Regions from separate parts of the Muntiacus reevesi genome. Here region 2 is linked to region 1. Evidence: chromatin contacts called from public Hi-C data. All regions are on one chromosome and are shown on one strand. Each heading gives the region's core, a stretch centred on a gene start, on an enhancer-like site or on the middle of the called end of the contact. The rest is flanking DNA. Distances are from core to core; before and after follow the strand shown.

Region 1 (4,672 bases), core at 2,153-4,652:
ACTTTTTGTTCTGTGCCTGACACCCTTCACCTAGTATGGTCAACTCTGGGTCCATCCATGTTGTTGCAAAAGGCAGTTTTTCATTCATTTTTTTTGTCTGAGTCATTGATTCCACTTCTTGGCCATCATATCATAAGCGATAATGCAGTGAACATTGTTTGTATGTTTCCTTTCGAACATCAGGTTTTTTTTGCATGCATGTCCAGGAGTTTAATCACCGGCTCAACTTTTTGTGGTATTTTGTAAAAATACATATTTACTTGTTTGGCGGACCTGGGTCTTAGTTGCAGTACCTAGGATCTTTATTTACCGAATGCAGACTCTTAGTTGCCTAGTTGTGGCATCTATTTCCCTGACCAGAGATCAATCGAACCTGGGCCGCCTGCATTGGGAGCATGGAGTCTTACCTTTGCACTATCAGGAAGTGTCCCTCATTGAAATTTTTTTTTAAAGGAGAACATTCATACCATTCTAAGTCTTATCCATTCATATTCCCAAAAAGAAGGAGGGTTCATTTTTTCCTTGCCCCTCCACATTTATTGAATGTAACAATTTGATGACCATTGTGACTTCTTGGAGGTTATTTCTTGATATAGTTTGATTTGCCTCTGTCTCGTAATTAGTGATGTTGAGCATCCAGTTTTATCCTTTTTTTTTTTTTAAACATTGTGAGTAAAATTTACCTCCTTTAATTCGTTTCTTGAAAGCTTTTTTGAATTCTTTTTCAGTTACTTTCCCCAGGGCTAATTTTTGTGAGCAGGTTTCATTAATATCCCTTATGACTTGTTAATAGTAACAGCCCCTAAGCGCTGTTGCATTCCCAGGTTGCTCTGTGGGAAACAATTTGCCTGCCAGTGCTGGAGTCGTGTATTCAATCCCTGGGTCAGGAAGTTCCTCTAGGAGGAGATGGCAACCCACTGCAGTATTCTCACCTGGGAAATCCCATGGAAAGAGGAGCCTGGCAGGCTACAGTCCATGGAGTCACAAAGGATTCGGATATAACTTAGAGACTTAAAAACAAAAACAAACCACAGGCTTTATATTGTTTTTACTGGAACTAGCCATGAGGTGGCAGCAGTTCTTCTTGTACGACTCTGGTTTGGTCTACGATCAGAACTTTGATGAATGTCTTTGTCCTGGCTTGTGAATTAGAGTGGAATGTACCAGAGCAAACAGTCGAGGGCTTGTGTCTTATTACTTCTTCCCCCTTAAGCTTCGCCCCTTCACCCCCACCTAGGGCAAATGTCCACCCTTGCAATAAACCTCTACGGTGAGTGTGCTGTGGTTCATCGGTGGTGTGACTATGAGGAGGAAGGCTACCCTCAGTTCAGTTCAGTTGCCAGTCGTGTCCGACTCTTCGCGACCCCATGGACTGCAGCACGCAGGCCTCCCTGTCCGTCACCAACTCCCAGAGTTTACCCAAACTCATGTCCATTGAGTTGATGATGCCATCCAACCACCTCATCCTCTGTCGTCCCCTTCTCCTTCTGCCCTCAATCTTTCCCAGCATCAGGGTCTTTTCAGATGAGTCAGCTCTTCGCATCAGGTGGCCAAAGTATTGGAGTTTCAGCTTCAACATCAGTCCTTCCAATGAACACTCAGGACTGATCTCCTTTAGGATGGACTGGTTGGATCTCCTTACAGTCCAACCACTATGGCTACCCTACCACTAGGTTATTTGGAGACCAGTTGACTTTTCGAAGTTCTTGCATCTTTCATGTCCACCGTCATTTGGGTGCAGTAGGTCTGGTTATACTGCTGCAGCACCTGCCTGGGTCAGGAGAGTTTGGTCTTCACCAGTGTGGATGAGGTATTAGAGGCCCAAATGGGGTCATTTGCCAGACTATCCTGTCTTACCTCCCTCAGCCCCACTGTAGTACAGCCCTGGGATCCAAAGCTCCTCAGATTTAGGGATGTCAAAGCAGTCAGGGTCACCAAGGCCCACGGTGAATATAATGAGCACCCCCCCTTTTTTTGGGTCCCCTTTTTTTTTAATCCATTCATCCATCCCTGGATACTCTAGGTCGTTTCTATATCTTGCCTCTTGTAAGAGATGCTGCAATAGCTAAGTGGATGCAGATACCTTTTTCAGTTAGTCTTTTCTTCAGATAAAACCTAGAAGCACAATTAACGAACCCTATTGCAGCTCTGTTTTTAATGTTTTGAGGCACTCCATACTGTTTTCCAGAGTGGCTGCATCATTCCCAGTTCCCATCTTCATCAACACATTTCTTTGTGATACAGCCACTCAGTTACAAGGTGATGTCTCACTGCCACCACGTTTTGCATTTGAAGATTCACAGATTTTCCTGACCACACTATATGTGCTGGGGTTGGATCCTCTGTCTTATTTCAAGCTTAAGCTCATGCAGTAATATTCCAGACGGCTCCACATACTGCATGTTTCTCAAATACGCCTTTTCTCTCTAGCTGTCAGGAACTTTATGTACTAGGTATATGTGCTCAGTTGTGTGTGACTATTTGGGACCCCACTGATTGTAGCCCACCAGGCTCCTCTGTCCGTGGGATTTTCCAGGCAAGCATACTGGAGTGGGTTGCCATTTCCTCCTCCAGGGGATCTTCCCTACCCAGGGATTGAACCCACATCTCCTGCATTGCCTGGAGGATTCTTTACCACTGAATCACCTGGGAAACCCCAGAATTTTTATTGTTTCTAATTAATTTATTAATAGAACTGCAGTTGTTGGTCTGGAGGAGGCATTAAAGACCACTGGATGCCTCATATACCGCACACCTTGGCCAAGGCCTAAAGGGCTACAAGGCTCAGTTTTCCAATTTGTGCAATGGAGTGGAAAGCAAGGGGTGGGGTTTAACTTCACTTACCCCCACCCCCGCCCCCCTACTCCCAGCCCCTGAACTTCCAGTAGTTACGTAAGGATGTGAGAGTTGGTCCGTAAAGAAGGCTGAGTGCCAAACAATTGACGTTTTCCAATTGTGATCGTGGAGGAGAACCTTGAGAGTCCCTTGGACTGCAAGGACATCAAACCAGTCAATCCTAATGGAAATCAACCCTGAATATTCATTGGAAGGACTGATGCTGAAGTTGAACTTTCGGTACCTTGGCCACGTGACGCGAAGAGCTGACTCACTGAAAAGACCCTGATGCTGGGAAAAATTGAAGGTGGGAGGGAAGGGGATGAGCGGGTTGGATGGCATCACCACTCGATGGACATGAGTTTGAGCAAACTCCGAGAGAGACACCGAGAGAGGATAGGGAAGCCTGGCATGCTGCAGTCGTGGGGTCGCAAGGCGTCAGACACTACTTAGCCCTTGAACAACCACCCCAACTTCCGGGGTTGGGAAAAACGTAAAATCAAGGAGCGTCCCCGGCCACTCGCTCCGGCGCCTGCGCAGAGGCCGCCGCTGCGCCGTTCTGGGGAATTCTCGGCCTCTCGACTACTCGGCGCTCCTAGGTCTTCGCTCCCCCGGTGTTTTGGTGTCGGTGCCGCCGCAGGCGTGCCTGCCGAGCGCCGAGCTGCTGATGGAGATGGCGGCCGCGCCCGAGTGAAGGCTCGTGGAGGCCCAGAGCCCGCCTTTGAGGGCTGGACAGGCCTGCGCGCCCGCGGGGTCCCAAGCGGGGTACAGAGAGGGCCAGGCGGGTCCCCGCGTCGGGGCGCCGGACCGCTTCGGCAAGCAGACAGGCGGTTGGTGGCCCTGTGTGGTGGGTGTGACTTGCGGGCCGGGCGCTGGCCTCTTCTGCCGCGCGTCCCGCCCGAGTGTCCGCGGTGCGTTTACTCCGGCCGCGGCTGCGCGGGGCCGCCTTAGCGGCCTCGGGTCCTGCGGCGGGGGCTGCGTGGTCCCGGGGGGCAGAGAGCGGCCGGCGGCTCTCGCGCCGGACGAGGAGATGCAGGAACCGTGGGCCTTACTTGGGTTTCGGACGGGATTTCGGGTGTGAGGGGCCCGCTTGTGTTGTGGACGTGGGGCCCAGCCAGGTGGTTTGTGGTGGGTGTTTGGTTTTGTGATCTTAGACTTCGTTCATTCATTCATTCCCTCCCGGGGCGTTACTGGGATCGTCGGAGGTTCGTGCCGGGTACTGACCCAGCGGGTGTGGTGGTGAGAACGTGGACGTGGCCTCTGCCGTCACACTGCTCACAGGCTGTGGATTTTAGTCGCTTTGTGTACCTGTGATTGCAAATTGAGGTTAGTGCTGTGAAGAGAGGTGCAGGGCTATGGGCAGGAGAACACCGTGAGCAGCGCTTTTCCGAGGACCTGAGGGTGCCTTGAGATTTCGGGAGTGTTTTGGATTTGCGGCTGGTTGGGTGAGTGGGAAGAGAAGAGGCTCACGTGAGCCTCTGGCTAGGAACTGCTTGTTCTTTCAGCGGCTGTCTGGAAAAGGGGCTGAGAAGTGAGTGTGTGTAATCATCGGGCTTTTTCACTGGAGAAAGAAAACAGGAACCTCGTGTTTCATTTGTTTATTTCCTGGGTCACCGACCCGTTTCGCTTTGATGACTGGGCAGTCCCTCTTCAGTGGCCCTGTAAGCGGGTCCATCCGCAGCTCAAAGCTGAGGTTCATACGTTCCTCCTCACTCTCCACCCTCGTTTTTGGCCTCAGATTCTTGAGAAATTTCTCTGCTTTGTTGGAATGGTTTTGCCTACGTTTTCCCTATGGCTGGGAGTCTTTCCAAGTTGACATTGAAAGTGACTTTGTCCA
Region 2 (4,504 bases), core at 300-2,799, 190 kb after region 1:
CTCCCGGGGCTCTGCACTGGCCCTTTTCTCTCTCCCATGCTATTCCTCCCTTGGTTTCTTCTACTCAATCACCTTCTCACAGAGGGCCTCCCTGACCACTCAATGACAGTTTTCTCAGGCCTGCAACACACCACCCCCCACCCCCGATTCTAGGAGAGCAGGGGCCTGGTCTACCTGGTTCTCTGAATGTATCCCAGTACCCTGGGCTGAGCGAATACATATTTAACCAACTAATGAAAAGACAATACTCTGTTCTCTGAAGCCCTCCATACCCGTAAGCTTTCCACTCCAGGAGGCTCCACACTCCATTTTCAAAAATAACAACACTTCTGCAGGACTCGAGGCTTGCAAAGTAGCCTGGGCTCCATTTTCTGAGTTGAGCATCTCACACGAGCTGACAAGGGAGGTCCGGCCTGGTAAGAACGCCCATTCTCCCATTTTAGGGTCGATGAAATTGAGCCTCAGGAAGGGGATTCGCCCGCAGCCGCGCCGACAACACGGGCAGGAGCCCTAAGAGGTGTCGATTCCACAAAGCCCTATCCCACGGGCCGACGGCCCTGGGTTCAGGATGCTTCACCTTTATTACTATTGTTCAGCAGCGCTCTTTCCGGACGCACTCCAGGCGGCGGACGCGCCCCGGCCTTCGCCGCGTCCCCGAGCGTCCCTCGCGCCCCCGGCCGCGCCCCGCCCCGAGGCCCAACGCCCCGCCCCCAGGCCCCCACGCCGCGCCCCGGTCTCTGCTCCCGCCCCGCCAAGGGCTCCCGCGCCGCGAGGGGACAACCCCTGCCAGCAGAGCCCAATCAGCAGAGGCTCAGGGGGCGGGGCCGCGAGTCCCGGCCCTCCTAACTGGGCGCCAATTGACCCCCTCAGCTGTCACTCAGAAGGTCGCACCCGCACACCCGCCTTCCTCCCTTTCCTCCAACCCTCCCCTTCGGGTGGGGGGAAAAAAAACAGAAACGGCGGTTGGGCCACGGCGGTCGCCAACGGCGGGCGGGAAGCGGAGGGGAGAGGAGCCGGGGAGCGAGGGAAGGAGGGCTCTGGGGAGGAGCAGGCGATGAAGGAGGAGGAGGAGGGGAGCCCGGCCCAGCCGGAGCCGTCGCCGCCGAGGACAAAATGGCGGCGCTGGCGGAGGGCCAACTGTGAGGCGGGGCAGCCGTGTCCCCCCTCCGCCCCCACCCTCGCGCCGGCCGGGCCGGTCAGGGGGAGCCCGCTCGCCTCGCCGGCCGCGGGCGGGGAGGGGAGGGGAGCGGCCCGGCCCACTATGCAAAGCGGCCGGCGCCACCGCCCCGTGGCAAAGGTAAAAGGGTCGGGTTCAGCCGCCGCGGCGCCTCCATGTCCGCGCGCCAGGCCCGCCCCCTCCGCCGCCGGCCCGAGCCCGCCCCGGCCCCCTTTTTTTTTTTTTCCCTTCAATTTTTACCTCAGGATTTGGCGCCAAAGCGGCCTCGAAGCAGGTCCCGTGTCTGCGGCGGGTCGGCCCCCGGCGCGGAGGGCAGGACGCGGGGAGGAGGCCGGCTTCCCGGCGTCGGCGTTTGGCGGGAGCCCCCGGGCCGCTTAGGCTCGCGGGGCAGCTGGCGAGAGACGGGACGCCGAGGTGGGAGCTGGACGGCGGGGGCGGGCCCGGAGGCGCCGCCGGGGTCGCGGGGAAGGAGGGGTTTGTTATTGTTTTTGTCAGTGAAAGGTCAGAGTTCGTGACCCCGGTGCCGCCGCCGCCGCCGCCGCCCGCGCGCTGGGAGGAGGAGGGCGAATGTTCTTCTTCCTCTTCCCAGCGCCAGCCTCGACGCGGTCGCGGGGGGCGGGCGAGCACGCGATTGGCTGAGGCGCGCGCGCGCGCCGGAACGCGCCGGCCGCGCTGCTCCGGCCGGCCCCTCCGCGGCCGCGGCCCGGGCGGCGGCTCCGGTGTCCGCTGGGGTCTCCGCCCGGGCTCGGTCGCGCCGCCATACGGCCACCACGGAGGTTAAACGCCGCGGTCATCGGGGCGAGGGGTTGACTGGTCGTTGTCAAAAACCGGGAACGCCGGCCTCCCGTTATTCGGGGTGGCCCGCCCGCCCCTCCCGGGGGGCCCGCAAGCTCCTCGAGGCCGGGCGGGGGCCGCGTTCTCGCCGTAACGTCCCCCACCCCGGCCTCCGCCGAGCCCAGCCGAAGCCTCTGTGCTTGTGGACTGAAGAAGTGATGGCGGCGGAGCGCCCGGAGGGCGGAAGTGGGTGGTTTGTTGGGTGGGCGTTGACCTGTTCGTGCCCTCGGTGCGGATGATCCGAGGATGCACCAGCTTCTGGGACTATCAGGTAACGTGTTGAAGCCCTGCCAAACCTGTCACTGTCTTTTCTGGAATATATACCCCAAGTCTTAACGTCCAGAGTCTCCTCGCGGTTTGAAACTGAACAACAGTGCTTCCGTTCAGTTCAGTCGCTCAGTCGTGTCCGACTCTTTGCGACCCCGTGGACTGCAGCACGCCAGGCCTCCCTGTCCATCACTAACTCCCGGAGCTTGCTCAAACTCACGTCCATCCAGTCGGTGATGCCATCCAACCTTCTCATCCTCTGCCGTCCCCTTCTCCTGCCTTCAGGCTTTGACAGCATCAGGGTCTTTTCCAATGAGTCAGTTCTTCCCATCAGGTGGCCAAAGGATTGGAGCTTCAGCTTCAGTATCAGTCCTACCAATGAAGTGCAACAGTGCTCAAGTGTATACAAACAAACCCCTTGTAGAGTTGCTTACGTATATAAATACAGTTGCTTCTCTTGAGCCTATGAATCTGGGTTGGAGGTATTCACTAGGTATTTCTCTCAGTGATGGTTTGACTTGCTTTGCATGGTGCGGACTGCCGTTTTATTTGGGACGCCCTCAACTGCATAGGCCAGACTGCTTGATCACCGTGCTTTGTAGGCATAAGATCCGCTGATTGATTTTTTCCTTGAACTTTTCTTGTTTATTATGAGTAAATTCTGACTCCAAGATGGATGATTTAACCGTTTGTTTTTTTCCAACCAGTAGCCATTTAGCTTTTATCAGTGTGACCTCAACTTTGAGTATTTTGTCCATAATTTTGTAATGTTTTTATTTGATAGGAAATGCTTTAACACACCCATTTTTCTTGTTTTCACCTCTCAAGGAAGAGGAAGATGAGAACCAGAAAGGTCAAATGATATGCCTAAGGGAACACAGTATTTTGATGATAAATCCTTGTAAACATGTACTGCTTTGTAATTGTTTTCAAATTAAGTTTTCAGTGTTGTATTACCGCTTCTAGCTATAGCTTTAAAATACACACATTGAGGTTCTTTGTGGTTTTTTTGGGGGGGGGAAGGGGCAAACAAATTACAATTGTACTAGATTTTGAAATGAATACTAAACAATACTTAATGTTTCTGTGATGGCTTTTGATTTTCTCCATTTAATACTCACAGTTCTGTGAACAAGGCACTGTTATTTCATTTTACTGAGGTGAAGGAACTGATGACCAGATAAGTGACCTTTCTGGTGCTACAGGTGCAGAAAATGAAGCCAAAGCTCTGATCTAGTCCTTTTGAACTTTTATGTTGTAAGCCATGTCATATCAGTTTGCTCTGTTTGTAGTGGTAGTCAGTAAATTGCCAGTAAAAACCTTGGTTAATGTTGATATTAAAAGTAATAGCAGGGCCTTCCTGGAGGTCCAATGATAAGCCTTGGCTTTCCAATGCAAGGAAGAGGAGGCCTGGTCGGGAGCTGAGACCCCACATGCCTTGTGGGCAAAAAAACAGAAGCAATATTGTAACAAGTTCAATAAAGACTTAAAAAATTTTTTTAATAACAAGGCTTCTTAATCTTGAGCACTTTTCTGCCTCAGGAAACAGAAGCACAAGGACAGGCACACGCAGACTGCTGTTACAGGATCAGCAGGTAACGGCCTCTGCAAACAGGTAGGCACTGCCAGCGCCAGTTTTTTTGCTCCACTGTGTGTTGGACGGAAGTTTTTAGTGGTAACTCTTAAGTGGCTTTGTACCACTTGATGGATTTTATAATAACAAAAATACACACATTGTCTTACACTAGGTATACTTTTCTTTTTTTGACTGTTAATACAAAGTCTCCACATTTGCATTCACAGTGCTTTGAAAGTTGTTTTATCAGCCTTTAAACTATTCTTGATTGGGGAGTGCACTTCAGAACTGCCAGGCGCGTGCTGGGTCTGAAAACTCCGGGTGGGGCCTGGCATCAGCGTGTCTACTGGGCACCCCATATCATTCTGATGCATGCCGCAGGCTCAAATCACTGATCGAATTCCAAAAACATGGGGCAAAAAGAAAACTTTTTGTTCAAGAATTTTTTTTGACTTCTTGACTGTGCCTGAAGACCACTCAGTCACAGAACCGTTGGGGGAATGATCTGTCTGGTAGGACCCAGCGCTGGTATGTTCATCTCCTCAGCATCTGCCCACGCTGAGCCTGTCCTGAAACGAGCCCTGTCCTTTTCTCAGCCCTTAACACAGTACCTAGTACAGAGTGGGTATGCAGTGGGTACCTAGTGAATG

Evidence for each region. A called contact is a pair of places that touch in the nucleus more often than the background predicts.
Region 2: a Hi-C map of muscle shows a contact between it and region 1, with 5 times the contacts expected there. The contact joins the promoter of NR2C2 here to the promoter of RBSN in region 1. A contact is called at or near these places in 2 of 3 Hi-C or Micro-C datasets (blood and muscle).

The regions. Positions count from the first base shown.
Region 1 is chr4:114,944,549-114,949,220 of mMunRee1.1, forward strand. It overlaps RBSN (rabenosyn, RAB effector), which reads left to right and starts at 3,403. Exons shown (of 12, transcript XM_065933966.1): 1 at 3,403-3,600.
Region 2 is chr4:115,136,148-115,140,651 of mMunRee1.1, forward strand. It overlaps NR2C2 (nuclear receptor subfamily 2 group C member 2), which reads right to left and starts at 1,550. Exons shown (of 16, transcript XR_010663021.1): 1 at 1,418-1,550.